Regions from separate parts of the Gasterosteus aculeatus genome. Here region 1 is linked to region 2. The links are chromatin contacts, called in public Hi-C maps. All regions are on one chromosome and are shown on one strand. The core of a region is the stretch at or near the end of the contact, and the rest is flanking DNA. Distances in the headings are between cores, read along the strand shown. Region 1 holds the start of LOC120821843 (voltage-gated potassium channel subunit beta-2). Region 2 overlaps LOC120821910 (disks large homolog 4).

Region 1 (6,448 bases), core at 1,269-3,768, 63 kb after region 2:
AACCTAAACCCGCTGCTGCTGCAGCCTGGTCCTGATAAATGACAGTCCATCACTACTGTTGATTATACTGTAAAAACACGACCACACGTTAGGTTCTGACCCCACGCACGAGCCGGGTGCTGCAGTCTGCAGGGCGGTCAGGGGCGTGAGTGTGTGTGTGTGTGTCGGTGTGTGTTTGTGTGTGTCACCTTTGTGCAGCATGTGCAGAGTCCACTTAGAAATCTGAGGAAGGAGCATATGGTTATGATTCAACCAGCATCTGGATGCAATACAAAGCAGATTTTCAGAAGTATGAAATATGTGTGTGTGTGTGTGTGTGTGTGTGTGTGTGTGTGTGTGTGTGTGTGTGTGTGTGTGTGTGTGTGTGATAGAGTCAATGTGTATTGCATGTAATCAGACCAAACACAGCCCGTGTGCTCCCTCTAGCGTGCACAAACTCCAGCGCGGGTTATCCGACAGAGAGAAGACAATCATTCTTATCCTAACGATGGTCCCACTGGGGGGGCATCGTTAATGAAAGCTTGAAATACATGAACATGAAGCCGTCTGCACTGTCGGCAAGGACGCGCATCGGTTCCAACCAAGTCAATTAGACCACACCGCCGCGTGGGGCCACGCGCGCGCGTCACGCACGGAGCACGTTTGTCTCTGCTTTGCCACAGCAGGTGCGTGACCTGCAATGTCTGTCTCTCCTCCACACGTCACAGGTCTTCACGGTAACTTTGAATCTGCTACCAGACGTTGCGCGCGGTGTGTTGATTCAGCCGCGCTGCTCTGGCGCCATCCGGCGGCGATACGACGACGTTGCACCATGAAAGAAACATTTACATTTTCCATTGAGCTAACGTTTTTTTATCCAAAGCAACTTGCAATGACACATTGATGTATTTCTGCGGTGTCTACGTTTGGCTTGAAAGTATATCATTGTTATTTGATGACTTGTCCACTATGTCAACCCCCCCCCCTTTCTCATCCGTGTGACGTTCATAAGGAGAATTATAAATGCTGCAGATATTACTTAATTTTTTTGTAGGGCAGCCCCATAATTTAGGATTTCACTGTTTCCCATCAACAAAAAGCCTGTAGGATTATGAATGTTTTTCACTAAATAAAAACAGCAAGCGGTAATTACTGGCGTATTTGTTTATATGTTTATATATGTATATATACTGTACGTACATATGTATGTACGTATATATATACCCACATGCAATATGTATATGTACATGTATGTGTATATATATATATAAATATATTTACATGTATAAATATGCATACATCCTGAACCCACTACCCTCACAAACAATTGAGCTTGCTCCCCTGTCGTCACTGTGCATTATGTACAAGTGTCAAATAATAGCCAGACTGCATCATAGTTCAGTGCTCTGTACTCCTGAGCTGCCATACTGCCGGATTGACTGAATCTATCTTTGCACAGTTATGCAACAGTTTACTAAAAACAGACGCTTCTAACCCAGATGGTTATACAATACGGAGATCAAGATTGCTCACACGAATGCAAACATATATTTTTCTCTCGAGTTCCCCAGCGGTAATCCCGATGTTTAGAACTGCACCTTCTGTGGCTCGGCCTGCTAACGCAGACTGAAGATCAAGGCTGACCTCCAGCGGCGGCCTGTGGCCAATCGAAAGAGCGATTATAGCGGCTTAATCCCAGATGATCTCCGCTTTTAAAATCCACTGCAGCAAAGTCAGGGAGCGCCGCAGCAGTAAGAGTAACGCCTGGTCGCCATGACGGCGGCGAGGCGAATGAAAGGAAAGAGGTTGACGGATGCATGAATGGATCCTCAGGCAGTCAATGAGCGTGACTTCTGTGAACTGACGCACTTCTATTCATCAATTAATCATCGCTGGTTCCTAGATCCTGTGTATCCAACGTTTAACCTGCTGCATGACACGTGTGAGCACGTCGGCGAGCGTTTTCACTGACTGCAGTCTCATCTCATTGTTTCCCTTTTGAAATAAAGAAAAGTTGATTTCCGTTTGTCTTCATGGTCTTTAATGTCATTTTGCGAGATGGTGCAAACGTTTTAATGGATGAACAGCAAACATTTGTTGGCCCCTCCAGGTTCCCACATTCAGTGCTGCTTCACGCTTCATGCAAGAATCTGGCCCTGGGATTTGAACATGAACCCAGACAGCAAACACCGAGCGCTGAACCCGGAGGCGCCGCCAGGCTTTGGGAGGATGCCGCTCGCTTTTTGTGTCTGCAGCCAACGGGAGCTGCAAGGTGGTGGTACTGATGACATTGCCCTTGGAGAGAAACTGATCATCTTTCCACGTAGGTAAATAAAAAAGAAAAAGGGGTTCATTAATACCCGGCGTGTGGAGGAAATATCAGAGGGCTGGACTCTCCCAGCCGCTGCTGTATCAGATTATATGTCGGCCACAGAAGAACAGATCATTCATCCGCCGGCTCTCTTAATCTGAACAAATGTAAGCCGGTAGAGCTTCGCCACAAATCCCTCTTTTAAGAGATAAAGAGGGAATTGATGCTGGTTGCTTTTCCTCTTCATTTGTAACGCAAAGAGGCGCCACACATCAGCACGAGTCCTTGTTTGTGACGGCGTGCCTCAGCTGAGATGTTAGGACTGGCTTGGTCTTATTTTGGATTTAGAGTAACAAAGAAGCAATCAAGACTTTTGATTTTAAGTTCTTGCTTCCAGCGCTTTGATGTCTGGCATCCTCGGGCCGGATGTTTCAAAATCTTTATCAAAATAGCTCTGCCTTGTTGTTTCGTTTCTACCTCAGAAGCACCTTTTGCCTGAAGTAGACGTGGCAGACGATTTTCCTCAGTCTGCGGCGGTCGCCTCTCCGTTATGTTCGCCAGCCGTGGCGCCAGTGGAGGAGGAAAGGGTGGGAAATACTCGGTGGAGGACCTCTATGGCATCAGTAAGAAGCCCAAGGCGTCGTCCTCCTCGGGGAGCATTGTGGCCAAATCTGGAGCCCGGAGCAGCAAGACCCCGGACCACAAGACCGAGTCGGCGGCCCTGGCCTCTCAGATCCTGGAGGCGGCCCACAGGCTGGTGGAGCGCCGCCGCCTGGAGCTCTACCTGAGAGAATGCGGCCTCTCGCTGGCCGAGTGCGAGGCCGGGCGCTCCGCGATGACATACAAGTAAGAGGTGGCGGAGGAGGAGGGGGGAGAGCGGAGCGACCGGCGTGATTTGAATGCGGAGAATGAAAGATGTCGGATGAACGCCTGAGGATTGAAGCTTTTTCTGTTGCGTCGATGAATAGTGATTATTATGATGATTGACAACCGGAAATGGTGATTATTATGATGAGCAACAACTGGAAGTGGTTGTGATACCACCGGAGTGACCGTCACGAGCCCTCTGCCATCTTTAGAGGAACCATTTCACAACTTGTTTCTCATTTATTACGACTGCACGAGTGTTTTCAGAGCCGTCACTTGAAGGCAGCGAGTGAAGACATCATTCATGGGTGAAAAAAAAGGAAATACATTTGCATTTGTTTATTCATTTTTTTTTTCACCAGTGAACCTAAAAAAAAGGAATATCACACGTTTGATGAGATTTCAAAGCCCAGCGGCGCCGGATACATGTGGCCGGACCGCGGGAACATCTGGTTGTTCGGGGACCACTAGTGTTGATGTGCCGGATGCGTCAGCCATTGTCTGAGTCTCCCTCCGAGCAGCTTGACAGGGTCAACAGCACGGGGGGCATAAGTTCCGGGTTAATGATGCGTGATTTGACAGCAGTGAGGGAGGGAGGGGGGGCGCGCTGTTTGTCGCTGCGCTGTTTGATTCTCTTTGTTTCAACTGCTCAGGTGAGCTATTTTTGGATGAGGAGGTTGTTGTGATCTATTGTTTGCTAAAATGATGAAACTATGCAGAGCATGAACATGAGGACGAAAAGCACACTGCTTTTTTAGATGTTGTAGTTTTTTGTTGTAGTATCAGTGGTTTGCTTTGTGAATGCCATTGAGTTTACTTGCTACTGACAAATTGTAGTTTATCAACCTAATTACTTGGAGACAACGTTGCTGTGACACAATATGACATTTTATTTGATGCTCTGATGTCCCCAACAGACTCACGCGACCATAATGAGTCCAGTGAAGTCGCCTCTAGGGGGCAGCGTCACTCCGGTCAGAAGACAAATTAGCCCCGTGGCTCCATGACTCAAAACCAGTGAAGAAACAAAATCCATAGTTTGAGTGGCATCCTGGGTTTGATGCAGGGACCCTGCACACGTGGTCTCAGACCTCTCAGCAAGGCCTTGTAGCTAAGGGAACATTATGTTACAGGTCATTTAGCTGACGCTTTTATCTAAAGCGACTTACAATAAGAAAACTTCCACCTCCGTCAGTGTCGGTTCGATCTCTCAAAATGTGAATTTCCTCTGACATGGCAGCAGTCTGTGTGTGTGCGTGTGTGATATGTTACGTGTAATTTTTATGTCTAATTTGCTGGAAAGCAACATTTTTTTCAGAGTGCAGAACAAATTTGGGAATAGCGAGACAGATACTTTTGATTTTTTAGACAAACACATTATGGGGGATTAAAACATAATCTTGTCTTTCACCAGAAAAAAGCTTGACGGTTTGAAAAATGTCAACAAATTGCAGGATGGATTCACAGTGTTGACGGATTTAAATAAAAACAATCCTACTAACAATATTTAGTACCAGTCCTCTGTCCTCTTCAGGGCAATCCTAATGCCAAGCCGATTGTTTTAACCAAATGGACCAAAACAAGAGAATCAAGCGAGAGCAAGTGTTACTTTATCTCATTTTCCAGCTTGGCAACATCTGTGCTTCTAAAGAGTAACCACATTCTACTCATTATAAAATGTTATTTTTACCATGAATGGCCTGTAGATTAGGCCAATGGCACGCACCCTTCTGATCATGATATTATAGTTATTTAACACCAAAACTAAATTAATGGGCACATTTAATTGCAGAATACGCCCATCAAATCAGAGCTTTACGGCACAAGACACGTCATTGTGTAAATAATCTCCGAGCAAGGACGGAAACAGAGGATCAGGGTCGGAGGAGAGGAGGGCTGATGATAGTGGTTGTACAGAGAATCTCCCCCTTGATGGACTTTTTCATCATACAACCAGTTTAAAACGGCTCTCTTTCAAAGAAAGATCCAGAAGTGAATAAATGTCTGTTGTCCACCGATGCAGACCTCGCAGGAGGAGCAGCTGCTGCTCCGTGTCAGTGAGGTGAGGCACTACGGTGTGTGTGTGAACTGTGGCGCAGGATGCGTCAACGTCAAAGGGAAGACGGGCCTCGTTTGAGAGGGGGGGGGGGGGGGGGGGGTGAAAGTTCAAACCTGCAGGTGTGGATGAAGATTATTCGTGTCTGGACGTTGTGCTTCTTGGGAAACGCGTGGCCCGCCTGCATCTGGGCATCTGACAGGACGGGAGATCAGAGAACGTCCCGGTGCATTCGCATTCCCAGCCCACCCATTCGGATGGAAACTTCCCCGAATACACCGTTGGTCCCTAAATCTACCAAACAGCTCTGTTGAAAAACAGAAGAGTCCCAGTCACAGTCTGCTGGCCTGCTGACAAGGATCATCCCGGGACTGCAGAATGCTCTGATGCGAGACTCTGGTAAAACAAGTCCACAGAAATGATGGATGTTTCTCTGCACAAAGGTACTTTGCAGGGAGAGAAAACACGGGCTGAAACTTTTGGGGATTGACGATTACGTGCAAAGTTGTGGCAGCAGAGTTTAGACTCATCATTGCCTGGTCACCAAATGACACATCCGTTTTATCCCAACGTGACGTGATGCAATGTGATGTGATACACTATCCAAAGTTGTCACGTGACCAGCGGTGACTTACAAGCCATATCTGCTCTTTGTTGTGAGAGGATGATGATGATGGTGCAGTAGCATTTTTACTGTTTGGTATTCAATCAAAAAATACTATTCTAGTAAAACATGGGTGTGGTACAAAGAGAGATGATACCAATGGGATTTCACATATGAAGAAATTACACTATGTATGTGTATGTATGTATACACCCAGAGCGAGAGAGAGAGAGAGAGAGAGAGAGAGAGTGGGGGGTGGGGGGGAGAGAGAGAGCGCGCAAACCTCCACATTGCTGTGTCGTGAACATTTTGGAGACCGTGTGGAAAAAGGGAAAGAACAAATAAATAAAAAGTCGGCTTGATGCCGAGGAGCGTTAGAAATGACTTCGGGGGCCAGTGAGCCGGCGTTTCGTTGCAATCCGCGCACCGGGAGGTGCAGTCGGATGACGGGAGACCTGCACAGCTGCTGCCGGCGTGTGAGCGACTTGACACGCTGAAGGTAATAAGAAGAAGCCGGCTCGGCGTTCGTTCCCCTTCTATTTTCCTCCCGTTCTCCCTCTTTCTGTTGCATCAGTCGGATGCTGCGCGAGGCGGCCGGGCGGTGATGCATCGCCGGAGTCTGACTCTCTGA
Region 2 (6,277 bases), core at 3,229-5,728:
GACATCGCAGACAACACAAGATGCACCGGACAGACAAAAGAAAGATTCCGCTGACATCAGCGGGAACATGAGAGTGAGTCGCGCTGCCTGGAGTGCTTTAACTTCTACACACTGTAGCTACAAATGCGAGCAGGTGTAGGCCGTAATGCACACTCAACAACGATCCGTCCCGTAAGCCCCCACGTGTTATTTAACCGCCTCTCCGGCCGTCAGGACTTAAGAGCTCCGATGTATTTATTTGCTCTGAGGGGGAAAGTGTTTCTCAATCTCCACCCTGGGAGCCCCACTGAAGTCCCGCAGGAGCTGATTTGTCCATTAAAATGCTCTCTTTTAATGAGCGGCGAGGAGAGGCTGAGTTATTGCGCTTCGCCGCCGCCATTCGGAGACGCGCAGAGGCTGTTCGGCATGAGCTGTGGAGGCCGTGGAGATTCATTTTGAGGTTGTGCCCAGTTTAGAAACACTGTACAAACATCAAACATTAGCAGCAATTGAGAGTCAGTCATGGTCGTCGTGTGGGACATTATAAAACAGTTGTCTGCCACATGTCAGTCTCTGTTAGACCAGTTTTTGGGGGGGTCTTTAGCGGTGATGTACTGCAGCAGATTTCCTTTTTACACAGACATCATTGGTGCGCCGGTCTGTGACGCTGATGGGAGACTTTCTCCTCTCCCGAAAATCAACCATTATGAAGTCATCTCAGTCCGTTTAAAAGAAAAATGTGACGTGTGCCCTGCAGTGTTACAGATCCATTACATGACTCATTCATTCCCCAGAGGCTTGTGAAATCAGAAAGTCAGTCCGCCTGGAAGGTAACGCACAGGTTAATGAGAACGTTATCCTTAGTACATCTCCACATAGAGTTTATTAAAACATAAGCCTGGTGATATTATACGATTGTTGTATTAACAAATCTCAAGAAACGCAAAACCCGAACCGCAAATACTGCCACTGCAGACAAAGTCTTTCTCTGTCCACCATCGCATTGAAATGTCCCTTTATTGTCATGGACACGGACTGATTATCCAACTAAAAAAAGTCCTCCCAAATTGCCCCATTTACTTGCCCTATATTTGTTTGAATTTAACAAACGTTGAGTAACATTTAGTGATAAATGAGACTTGTCACTCGGCTCGGTTTGTTTCAGAGAAAAGACAAAAACAACTTGTGTGCCCCAGAGATAGAACCTTGGTGGGGAAGTTAAGTATTAAATATCAATATAGTGTTCATTGATATCATTAACTGATTATTTAATTTAAACAGCGATATTTAGATTGTGCCGAATGTCGGTAAGGTTTGGTCACCGCCGACGATCGACCTTAGCGGTTGTGTTTTCATTCATCTTATATTTTACTGAGAGCACTGTGCTTTGTGGGCGGAGAATGTGCAACATGAACTGTCCTGCACCTGACGTAAGTTTGCTGAAAACCAATCAGTCTTTTCTTTAACTATTTTGAAAATGAATCAAACTGGTTACAGAGTGCGTTTCAACCACATCCGCATTATATGTGGTTACTTGAGATGAGGCGCTTTCTGTCCTTTCTGTCTTTGGAGGCTATAATGCTTTGAATATGTAATCTTCTATATTTTATCTTCTTTTTGCAACTGACGCTTTTCACTTCCAGCTGGGGATCTTTGTTGCATGTCATATCATCCGTTTTTGAGTCTAAAGCACTGTATTCATTGGTAAACCGATTAGTGTGAGACAGAGAAACACCAGACGCAAACTGAGCCTGAACATCTTGTGACAGTGACGGATCTAAGATCCGGAGGAAGGGTTTGTTCCTCGCTCACCTTGTTTGTCCTCATCACTTAAGAAGCGCCTCAGTCTGGAGATTTATTCTGCTCAGTCCGAACATAATGCTGAATCAAAACTTTATAGCAAGATACAAAACAGAATAACTTCGACAAGTGCTGTAGGAAAGTAACAAAAATGAATATTGCAGCACTGATTGTTCATACACTTTTCACAATTCAGGAAGATTCCACCCTGAGGATATTTGTCCGATCAAATTAAAGGCAGAATGTTGACATTGTTGAAAACATTTTAGGGACCAGGATCTGCCATCTTTCTATTTCTGGATGGCTGCACTTATTTAAGAAGTCTTGTGTTTCTCTCCAGGGGGAAGGGAATGCACTGGGAAGCATAAAGGTCTGCGCTTACCTCAGAGTCAATTGTTTGCATGATTTCATGCCAGCGGTCACATAAAAATAATTTGGAGTCTTTTAAAAGTTGCGTTGCAACTCTGACATATGTTTGATAAATAACAAGTGGAGTAAACTTACATCTGAGGAGAATATTGATGGTCCGCAGTGTTTTTGTTGCTTACCATAATGATTGTGATTATGATAATAAGACAGATGATGACAATGTGAGAAAGCAATAATGATGACGACAGTGGCCGGTTTACGATGACCTCACGATGACCTTATGGTGGCTCAGTATTGACATTTTGGTTTTGTGAACCATTTCGTCGCTGTCTGATATGATTTTCGGTGGATTTCCTGGATTCACTCAGTCTCATAACCCAATTTCTTACATTTGTATTTATTAGTTGATGATTCGCTTTCCCTCGTCCTGCATCCCCGTCCCAGCTCGTCTCTGTGTGTCTGGCTGCAGAAAGCTGAGGAAGTTGAGTTGTAAGCAAAATGTTGTCTGTTTAAAAACAGCTCCCCCTGCAAGGAAAGTCGCCGTGGGAGTGTAGTGTTATTAAATAAATTAGAGCTTGTTAAATACTCTTTGCCACTCTAAAACTGCTGATGTGCCACTGAGCAATGCATTAAAGTCCAAAATGTTTCCAGCAGGGCCATTGATCGAAGGACATGTCTATTTTAAGAAAGAGAGGTGCACATACAGTGTCTGTAAACATCAGGATCAGCATGAATCCGCCTTCCAGGTAGCGCTACTTGGATCGGCGAGTACAGCTGTCCCAGCATTCATATTTTAATGACGGGCTTTGCTGCAAGATTAAACTTCTCCGGAGGGAGGAAAGGTGTCTCCTGACATGTGAAAATGCTGCAATGCCGCTCTTTGCAAAATGCACAGGTACAGCGTGCGTTGTTTATAGCAGCAGCTTAGCGCACCCTTCATCCCGCTTCAACAGGCGAAACCATTCTGATGTTCTTTATTGGCGAAAAAATTCAGAATTCTTTTTGATTAGTCCATCAATAACATGCTACGTGCTACATGCTACATATCATGAAGCATTTGTTTTTTTGTCCCATTATCGTTCATCATTTAATTTACGGTTTACCGTGTAATAATCAGTGCATAAAATAATGAGATTTATATAGTGGCGACAGGTTTTGTTTGTCTAATTGTGGTTAAACGGTTTTACTGGTCTGTGAAAACGTGTGTAAACAAAAAGGTGTTTGTGTTTTCCACCGAGTGGCATCTTTTATTATTATATTATGTTTTATGCAACACTATATGCTTTCTCTATGACACACTGAATGTGGCATCTGGATCATACTCAAAGCATCTAGTACAAGGTCAATGTACACTTTTTTAAAATGAAATACTTCTGGAAATGAAGAAAAAAAACAATAAAAGCCGATGCAGTATCTGCTCTCCTTCCCCTGTTCCCATCTGCATGTTATGCACAGTTACCATCTCCCTTCTGTTGTTTTTCAGCCTGTGTTGATGTCTTCGGGACACACTCCAATGTACACCTCCGCTGTTTCCACACTGGTAAGAGCACGGCGGCCCGAGCCTCTCCGTCACCCAGGAAGTCGTCCGTCATCATCATCATCATCATCAGTCTCATTTGTCTGATCCTCATTTCCTGTCTTTTTGGGCGTCGCTCAAACGGCATTTTATCTGTGCTGAGTATGAGGTCATCTTGTCTTGATGATGATGTCAGCGTGATCATTCTCGTTGTCCTTTGATTTGTCTCCGCTTGCACCCGAGGACTTTCTTCGGGGCCTGAAAGACTGCGACTGGAAAGTGTCCTGAAATATGTCAATGAAAGTAGCCATGTGAGACGCGAGCAAAGCGTAAACCGATCCCGTAAAGGTGTCACACAGGGCTCAGATGGACGGATGGAAATCATTTGTTTGCAGGACAGACTGAAACCTGTAGGTGTCAGTGTAAGACTTGTGCAGAGTGACTTCCATAACCTTCAAGAGTTGGCTCTGCCGCCTTCTCAATAAAACAGCTTTATGATCAGACAAGTTGCGTTAGCCTTCTGCGCCAGGAATTGCTCCAAAGACTTTATCTGTGTTTGCAAAGCAGAAATGTATTTCACAATGGCAGAGGAATTCATACCAAAGACCCTTTAAAATGGGTGAATTAGCCGTTTTGATTCATTACAAGTTGAATGCAAAAACGAAGTGCTGGCTGGTCGCTCATGTGCTCTTAAATAGAAACATTTTCGTAGATAAAAGACTGTTCGTGACATCCAAACTTCCTTGAACCAGCAGTCACTTTTGTAACTGTTCATCATGTCTCGTCTTTGTCTGCTTGCCCTGACCTTGAACACGCCCCGTCTAAAAGTGCCTGCTCATAGTTACACTCTTTGTAAATTTATCCTGCACACCATTGATCACAAAGTCATCAGACGAGGCTGCGTTCCTTCCCTCACACATACACTCATACTCATTCTGCATGTGCATGCACGCAATGTTTGTTGCAGTAACGCATGTGTGTGTGTGTGTGTGTGTGCGTGCGTGCATGTCTGGAGCTGGCGTACCGTCCATGTGCTGGTCATTGAGGTGTGGGTGGTGTCGGCAGTCTGTCTCTTTATTGCTTTAATGGTGCAGCGTTTGGCAGTACCACTCCGGGCCCCATGGATTTATGGGTAGGATCGTCTTTGGAAGCACTGCAATGGTTTGGCAAACTAGGAGGAGGTCTTTGGGTCATCTGCATGATTTAGTGAAGAGGTGCTTTAGCTTAAAATTACATTCTATTTTTTTAATCGTGGGGCATAATGTAATAAGAAACACTTTTTTTTCATATTGCACACAACTTTTGGCATTGATTTGTGCTGATATTAATGTCTCTTCCGACCTCTTACTGGCCTGATGAATTATTCCAATGGGTGTTTTTCTTGCTGCTGTGATCTCAGAGCAAACAAATGGTCCAAATAAATGCTTTCATATGCCTTGTTGGACTATATTTAGCATAAAAAAACATCTATACAGAAGACAAATCCATCATTCGCTCTATTATCTGCAAGTTTTATTGACAAAAGGAATATTTTAACAATCTAAGGCCAAGCTAATGAGCAGTAGGCCTTAACTTTCTGAGTTGCGGGAAGGGTATTCCTGCATTGGAGTGAATCCCACTGGTATCTGGTTATTAAACTATGCTTGGCCGAGTTCAGCATTCAAGAAACCTTTATACTCCACAAATAGATATAAAATAGGAATCCCTGAGTGGGTGCAACTCTTAAAGAGGAAGGAAAAAGACCACAATTACCCGAAATCCCATTTATGTCTGATGAATTCCATTCATTCACTATAATTTGAGTGAGGTTCACTCACACTTAACTACCCCGAAGGCATCGCTGTGGCTGCCGTCCGTCTCCTTTCATAACGTTCCACCTTTGTCTTTATTCACTGACAGAGATCTGTCGCAAAAGTAGTCTTAAAGGGCCAGTGCGTGTTTCCCCGTACGCACATACACACACATGAAGGGAAGACAAGATCAGCGCTCATACGGCAACGCGTCATCTTAAGCACCTTTACTCGCCCCAAATCTTATCCTGGGTAGAACCAAGGCGCCTTTAAAACGAATTAGAGGGTGTTGGAAAAGAATTCTCTGTTGAATGAGAAGTCAATGAGGTGATTGAGGTATCGTAGTAACGTGATGAGGCTTGGTTACACCACTAAGAACTGGGGCTGAATTCTGTATGAAGTTGAAGTCTTCCTCTTGAATCCATTTAAGAGAGTCATTGCGGTAACACAATTCCAGTTTGTGATGGAAATCTTTACCTCACTTGGTATCTCGAGTGGTGTTAGGAAGACAATCTAATATTTGATACGTTTCAGGTTTCTGACTTAATCTAGACGATGAAAGGTATGATGTTGTTTGCAATAACAATTTGGCTTTTATCTTTAGCTATTAGACGTTCTCACCATTCAGCAATCTGCGTCTGTTATCAATTTCATCAGGTTTTCGATTAGTCTTGATACGTAAGGAGAATAGAGCGTTTTTGCATCTGCTTATGAATGATTGGATATGTCATCTTCCGAGTGGGGCGGGGGGGGCATTGATTTTGCCCTTGTTTTTGCCGCGGCAGTCTTGCAAAGTGATGAGTGGTATTCAGTTGCTCTGCAA

Evidence for each region. A called contact is a pair of places that touch in the nucleus more often than the background predicts.
Region 1: a contact with region 2 is called in a Hi-C map of skeletal muscle, with 2.3 times the contacts expected there. The contact joins the promoter of LOC120821843 here to the enhancer-like site in region 2. A contact is called at or near these places in 2 of 6 Hi-C or Micro-C datasets (both in skeletal muscle).

The regions. Positions count from the first base shown.
Region 1 is chr7:26,320,648-26,327,095 of fGasAcu3.hap1.1, forward strand. It overlaps LOC120821843 (voltage-gated potassium channel subunit beta-2), which reads left to right and starts at 2,519. Exons shown (of 14, transcript XM_040180888.2): 1 at 2,519-3,136. The coding sequence starts at 2,841.
Region 2 is chr7:26,255,608-26,261,884 of fGasAcu3.hap1.1, forward strand. LOC120821910 (disks large homolog 4) reads left to right here. Exons shown (of 22, transcript XM_040181014.2): 3 at 3,632-3,688. Among protein-coding and RNA genes, the nearest start is that of LOC120822468, 28 kb to the right of the region's middle. Within about 2 kb of position 4,479, at least 1 of the 9 cell types and tissues checked has open chromatin away from gene starts, as enhancers often do.